Regions from separate parts of the Anser cygnoides genome. Here region 2 is linked to region 1. Evidence: chromatin contacts called from public Hi-C data. All regions are on one chromosome and are shown on one strand. Each heading gives the region's core, a stretch centred on a gene start, on an enhancer-like site or on the middle of the called end of the contact. The rest is flanking DNA. Distances are from core to core; before and after follow the strand shown.

Evidence for each region. Hi-C and Micro-C count contacts between places; a contact is called where the count stands out from the background.
Region 2: a contact with region 1 is called in a Hi-C map of liver, with 1.9 times the contacts expected there. The contact joins the promoter of RCAN1 here to the enhancer-like site in region 1. A contact is called at or near these places in 2 of 7 Hi-C or Micro-C datasets (granulosa cells and liver).

What each region holds. Positions count from the first base shown.
Region 1 is chr1:113,894,119-113,897,604 of Taihu_goose_T2T_genome, reverse strand. No RefSeq gene overlaps it. Among named protein-coding and RNA genes, the nearest start is that of KCNE2, 9.9 kb to the left of the region's middle. Within about 2 kb of position 2,129, at least 1 of the 3 cell types and tissues checked has open chromatin away from gene starts, as enhancers often do.
Region 2 is chr1:114,022,630-114,026,216 of Taihu_goose_T2T_genome, reverse strand. It overlaps RCAN1 (regulator of calcineurin 1), which reads left to right and starts at 1,686. Exons shown (of 4, transcript XM_048071478.2): 1 at 1,686-1,987. The coding sequence starts at 1,775. LOC106043442 (a long non-coding RNA gene) reads right to left here. Exons shown (of 3, transcript XR_001211680.3): 2 at 3,477-3,531; 3 at 2,093-2,486.

The DNA.
Region 1 (3,486 bases), core at 880-3,379:
GACAACTTCACCTCTAGAGCTAAAGCCAACTTTAAACCAGTTTGCAGCCACATGTAAAAGACTCTGCCTCCCCTCACAGTTGATCTCTCCTCTACCAAACACATTTAGCCAGTGATCAGGAGAAGAAAATGGGAATTAAAGTGCTTGCCCAGTAGCATGCCTGTTTCCCCTCTACCTAGAACCCAGCACAATACTTAATGCAGGAGCAGACAAGGAAGGCTGAAGAAGAGTCCTGAGAACTTTGCTTCTTGTCCCATGACACCTGAGCACCTTTGTTATTAGCAGGGTCCAAGCACCAGCACCCCATGCCAAGTGCCCACACCATGTTACCCTGCACAGGTCACACCAGTATGAGCTGCTATCATCCCGTGGTTACTACAGCTGGGCACAGCTTGCTGACAAGCTCAACGTTTCATAGAAATGTCAAGTTAGATCTAGAGCTACTGTGCATTTTTGGTTTATTTGAACTCCACCTTTGCATATTAAAAAAATGTTGTTTATTTTTCTGAACCTGTTGGCCTGGATATAACCTAGTAGAGACGCTCATTGGTTATACATGGGACCTTAATAAAGCTCTGTGATCATGGAACCAGTTGATACTGCTTACATAGTGGTAATGAAAAGGGAAGCAAAGGCCAAGCCAAGAGATTTTACTGAAATAGAAAAACAGTGAGCACCCTACATAATCCCATGCAATGGTATCATCTCATGAGCCTAACTCCACTGTCAGAGTACATTAAACTGACATTTATTTTTGCAGGAAAATCTCTCTTTTACAACAGTCCATAGAGGTCACTGAGATCAAAACATATCTCAAGGCCTGCATCACCCCAAGAGCTCTTAAAAAGTAAAGAGAAGCGATCGTTGCAAGTCCAGTGACAGGGAAGGAAAACAAGTGAGTCAGCACATGAGGTAAGAAACACTTACTTATTTAATCTGGTGCATGTTGCACACACATAGGCACGTTTCTTGTTTCCTCGGCCTTCCTTGACCTTGGGCCCATTTGCTTATATGGCTGCAGTCCAGCTATGCAAACTGGCTGCACAATCTGCCCACCGTCAGCTCCGACTCCAAGAAAAAAACCCTCACCACCAGCACAGCAAGCAGAGGAAAACCACATGTGCATGTATGCATGGTGCTGGCATCCAGGCACTTCTACTGACTGCATAGTGTTGCCTGCACCATCCCTGCGAGGTGCCTGCACCATCATGTTACAGCCACCAGATGGGCAGGGGTGTCCTGGGCTGTCTAGGGGTGCAGGCAGGGCTGCCAGGAAGGTGGCAGGCATGGGGATGTGGCATCACAAGCACCTTGTGCTGGGCCACACGTCTTCATACCAAGTACCCCTGGAGTACTGAGTCCAGTTCTGGGGTTCTCAGCCGAAGAGGGACATGGGCATGGTGGAGAGAGAGACCAGTGAAGGGCCGCAGAAATGATGAAGGGACTGGAGCACCCTTCCTGTGAGGAAAGGCTGAGATGGCTGGGACTGCTCAGCCTGGAGAAGAGGAGGTTCAGGGGGATCTCATCAATGTATACAAATACCTGAAGGGAGGGTGCAGAGAGGACAGAGCCAGGCTCTTTTCCGTGGTGCCCAGTGGCAGCACATGAGGCAATGGGCACGAACTGGAACCAGGGAAGCACTTCCGTGCTGTGCAGGTGACCGAGCACTGGCACAAGTTGCCCAGAGAGGTTGTGGAGTTTCCCTCCTTGGAGATATCCAAGAGATGCCTGGACATGGTTCTGGGCTCCCTGATCCTGGTGGCCTTGCTTGAGCAGGGAGATTGGGCCAGGTGACGTCCAGAGGTCCCTTCCAGCCCCAACTGTTCTGTGACTCTGTGTTTCTGTGGGGTGGCAGAGCCCCGAGGATGGCTTCTGGGCCCAAATCTACATCACCACTGCCTTAGGTGTAAGAACAAGCATACAGCTGCCCTGTGTAACCTCACTACCCAGATACATAGCATCCAGTTTCTCCACATCCTCTCTGTGGCTCCCCAGCCTCTCCATGGCACTGGTTTCATCTGTTTTATCACCTGCTTCACTCATCTGCTTTCAATTTAGGGCTCTCCCCTCAGTGGGAGCAGCACATGCTTACTCAGTGAGGCCTTATCTGGTTGCCATGGGAGCCATCATCAAGAGCCTCCTTTCCTCCCAAGCAGGCCCTCCAGTAACTTTCCTACAGCAGAAGCTCAGTCAGCATGGGCCCAGCAGCTCCTCCGGTCGGAGGTGTTCTGTGGCTGCCCGGTGCAGGGATGCCCAGGACAGCTCTAGCCATGCAAACACCAGCAGCCATCCCCTAGGTAGGGGGCCTGGTCCCCAGACAACACTTTTGAGAAGTTGTGCAAGTGTGGTTTCAGACATACCGTGCACTGCACAGCTCTGTGAGCGCTCCCGGGATGAAGGAGCTATGCAGCAGCTACAGAAATGGCAGCAGCCTCTTTCCAGCTTTCTGAAATCAGCTGGAGCCTTTCCCTTGCCATTAATCTCAATTTAGGGAGGTAAGTCGGGTGCAGTTAAGTGCAGCCTTGTTGGAAGTGGCTCTTACATACATGTCTAACTTTAAGCCCATTCCGCTGCTCTGGATAAAGAAAATTTCCTGAAGCTGAGCCTCCGCCAGAAGCTGGAGTGGGTCCAAAGAAGGTTATTCTGGGTGAACTGCCTGAGGGATTTCAGCAGATAATTTTGTGCGTCCATGTAGCACCCTATCTGGAGAACAGGAAAGCAATCTTTTAATTGGATTCCACCTGATTAATTGCCCTCTTGGATTTGCTAATGTCCAGTGCTCTAGAAACCATATTCTGGCATCTCCATCAAAGGCTACAGTAAAAGCTTCAATAGAGAGCCATGAAATGTTGCTTCATTTTAGATTTCAAAAATACTGTGACTATGGTGTCAAGGAAAATATGCTGAAATCATTGTGGCATGGCATGTGCATTTATCCCATCAAAATAATGGAAATGCTTTTTTGTTCTGCTTTCTTTTAGTTTTGACCCTATATAGCATGCATTTCCTCAGACTGCTTTCTTCGAGAAGGCTGAGTTTAGCATTTCCACTGCTGGGTTTCACTCACCCTTCCTGAGATGGGAGAAAGAAGAAATAACCATTTTCATAAAAACTCCTTCACTTTTAAAATAAATTAGATTTTTCACAGTGCCCAAGAACATCTGCAGACCTGCATTACCGAAGCATGCATACCTTGTTCTGTGTGTAAGTGTGTGATTGTTACGGTTAACTTAAGAATGTGTTCACAAAATTTCCATCTCATGTTGATACCATATCCTGGTTTTACCTTGACCCAGATCATTCAGAGGTCTCATCTTCTCATTGGGATGACCACAGGCCTCATGCTGGTAGGACGGGGATGAACCTGCCCACAGCAGCATGGAAGGCACCAGGGCACAGGAGGCAGAGTGCAGAGGGCAGGCTTGGGTCTCAATCCCATGAGATCTCTAGGATAAGGAGTAGCTCCACAGTCCAGGGCAAAATGTT
Region 2 (3,587 bases), core at 437-2,936, 130 kb before region 1:
CATCACTTAGAGCAATCAGTCACAAAAATACGCTGTATGTAAGATGTGTCTCTCTCTGAGAAAGGCTTGAATGGATTACAACAGACAGATTATAATGTCTGAAAAAAATTGTAGGAGGGAAGGAGAAGGCAAATGATTATCTCTTTGCCTGGCATTTTTTGCCTTGTTGTATCCTGCAAGATCTCATTAAAATTGACTGAGACCAGTATTTCATCATTTTAAAGTCTTTGATCTGTTGGGGAAAAAAAAAGGTCAGCAATGCTAACTAAAGATAACAGTGGTTATCTCAAGTAGTGAGGTTGTTGTCTCTGCTGTAAACTTTGCACAATGCACATCAGTAGGTAGCACGTAATTTTCAACCCTCAAAATTGTTTCTTCGGATGTTCTTTACACCACCAAAATATTGCTGTATTTTGGAAGAAAAGATCAGTAAAAGTATGTTACTTTGAACATCATTAAAAATATTTGCCATACCATATTTTAAATCATTTATTAATGTTGCTCAACAAGTGACCCATTGTAGCCTGCATTAATATGTTTATAGCCTGGTTACAAAATCCAGTCCTGTGTGTGGCACGGTAATTTTTTTTTACAAGTGCACACTAACATATGTTATGTACAAAAATATAGTTAAAATTGCAATCTAGAATACTAGACATTCTGAATTGAAACTTTTTTTTTCTGAGCCTCTGGATAGATGACACCTGATGACAAGATCACTATGTGTGATGACACTGCTTTCTAAGTCCTGGGAGTTTGAGCTGTAATGTAAATGACAGTTGCCTCCTCACTCATGTCTATGAGAAGTTTCTTGGAAATTGAAAATGAGAATAGGATTAGCCCCTCAGCTTGCTAAAAGTGGTGTTCTTGTGGTAGCCCTCTTTTGGTCTTAGTGAGAAAACAGCTTTTGGAGGGATTGCACTTTCCACTTTCAGACCTGCTTTCTTACACACCCCCATGGAAGTCGAATATTGGGTTAATATTTTGCCTGCTATCATCCAACAGCTTTTCACTCCTTACTACCTTTAACTATTCTGCACTACACTTCTACTAGGATAGGATGTTTGAGGTCGATATGTGAATATCACGGTAACTTTCTAAAAAGAAAGAAAAAACTGTCATCTGAAGTTCACTTTTAGGTCTTATACATGTATATAGCAACATATTTTGGGGTATGTAAGAAAAGTGTTTGTCTAGGTCAGTTACGTTGGACTAAGCAGCTCAGCACATCAGGTAAGCTTTTGGCATCTGCAGTGTCTGACACGAGCAGCTCCTTGAGCTTAGCTAAGAAAGGTGCAGCTGTCCCTTACAGACTTTTGTCACTAGGAAAAAAAGAAAGGCTTTAAGAATACGCCTCCTTCAGGTCCAAGGTAAGGAGGAAACGACACGACACCACACAACTCTCCCAATAGCGCTACAAGTGTTTTTTTTTTCCCCCTCGGCTCTGGAACACAATGAAACCCTTTGCAGGACATCAAGGGCTGGTCAGGTAGCTCTGGGGACAAGCAAGAGAAACACGAGGCACTCGGTGGTGGCTGACCGACACCCCTTTTTATTCACATTTAACGCCCCTCAGGGCGGCGCTGCCCTCACTCAAGATGGCGGCGAGCAGCGCCGCGCTCCCGCGGGCCACCTGTTGCGGCGGCGCCCGGCGCCTATAGGCTTGCGCGCGGGGGGGGGCAGGAAGGCGACGGTTAAACGGCCGCGGGGGGGGGACCAACGGCCGCCGCCTCAGCCGGGCTCCGCCCCGCGGGGGCTCCGCTCACCGCCGGCCATGGAGAGCGGCGGCGGCGGCGGGAGGGGCCCGGCGGAGCCGTCGCCCCGGGAAGAAGACGAAGAGGAGGAGGAGGAAGAGGAGGCGCTGCCGGCCGAGGCGGCCTGGAGCTTGGTGGACGGCGCGATGGAGGCGGAGGCGCTGGCGGACCTGCCCACCGCCACCATCGCCTGCAACCTCGACCCGCGCGTCTTCCAGGAGGGGCCGTGCCGGGTGAGGGCCGCGCCGCCGCCGCCTCGGGGCGGGGGGGGGAGCGGGGAGGGAGGGTTCGTGAAGGCAGCCCGAGGCGCTTGGTGGGGCGACAGGCAGCCTCTGAGGCGTGGGGCTGCCCTGCGAGCAGGCAAAGGGAGCTGCTGGGCATCGCGAGTGGGTCTGCAGCGCCCGGCTTTGTTTAAAAAGCCAGCAGAGAGGGCTGCACGCCGCTCTGCCAGAGCAGGGCAGGGTAACAGCAGGTGTCAGAAGGCTGTTGTAAGCTGCCTGACAGATCCAGGTCTAATAAATAGATATAAACGCTTCAGGATTGCTTCTCACCTCGTCCGTGGCTTTCCTGATGGAAGTTGGATTCAAGTCGAGCTTACCTCCTCTTACCTGTCACACCACTGACCAGAATTAAAGAATCAGTGAAGCCAGCATTTCTCTTTATTTTTACACCCCTTTTTTCCATCAAGCTCTTATTTTCTGGTGCCCTTGATACTGAAGGAGATGTTCATTTCTTAAAAAAGATCAAAATGAAACCGACTTGAAAAATAAGGCAACAAATGTACTGGTTTAAAATCCTATTACAACAATTGGCTGTCTCTGTGAAAAACAGAGTAGATATAGCAGAGGTCCAACAGCTCAAGGCTACTAACAGTTGCAATGCATTAAAAATGAACTGGAGGTTGGAGTACAATGTAGCTGCATCATCTCTATTACTTTCTAAAATTATTATCGAAAACTTAACAGCAGCGTAATCCTGTATCACTCAGGGCACCTGCTGCTAGGAAAGGAATGGCACCTTCACAGGGATTTATCCTCTTTAATTCAAGTTCACTCCAAATGTGCTTAAGAAAATATGACTTCTAGTATCTTCAGTTGCTGGTGGTAATAGTACTTTTCTTAGGTGAATTCTATAACCTTAAAGGGTGTATTTTGAAAACACAGATATGACAACGTAAATGCATAATTACATGAAGGATCAGGACGTGTCTAAACACTTAAACCATTTTTCCGTCTTTCTGTTTTAATTCCAAAGACTCTGTCTCCAGACACTAAGCTTAGATCAGAGCAAAGTCTTATGCATCACTGAAATGGCAGTCTTTTTTTTTTCCTCCTTATTCTTTCTACTTATTTTTTCTTGCCAAGAGTCACAGCAGGTAGGAATGCAGATTAATCTCAAATTTATTTCCTATTGTTTTAATTAATCATCTTGGTGTAAACTGTCTCGCCTTAAACAGGGATGACAATATGCACAGTTACTGCAGCATAGCTGTTGTTCTTAATTCTTCTCCGCCTTAGGAATTTAATTTTATTTTGAACCTCAATAAATATAGTGTTTGTGTCCAGCAGGGAAGAGAAATCTTTCTTGAAGTTTTATAAAGAATGTTGAGGTACTTAGTAGGTGTACGCAGACTTCTAATAGATTAAAGAACAGTTCTCACTTTAGCTAACTGAATCTCTGCCACTGAAGTGATTTACTGAAGAGGTGGGGTGAGGCACTTACTGCTCTCAGAGATCCCGGTCTGGTTGGATTGGTGAAAGGCAGGTTCATCGTGCTGCTGTTAGTTAATATGAAAAGAGTAAGGTTGTATTAAAATGCACCTTCTGTGCATGC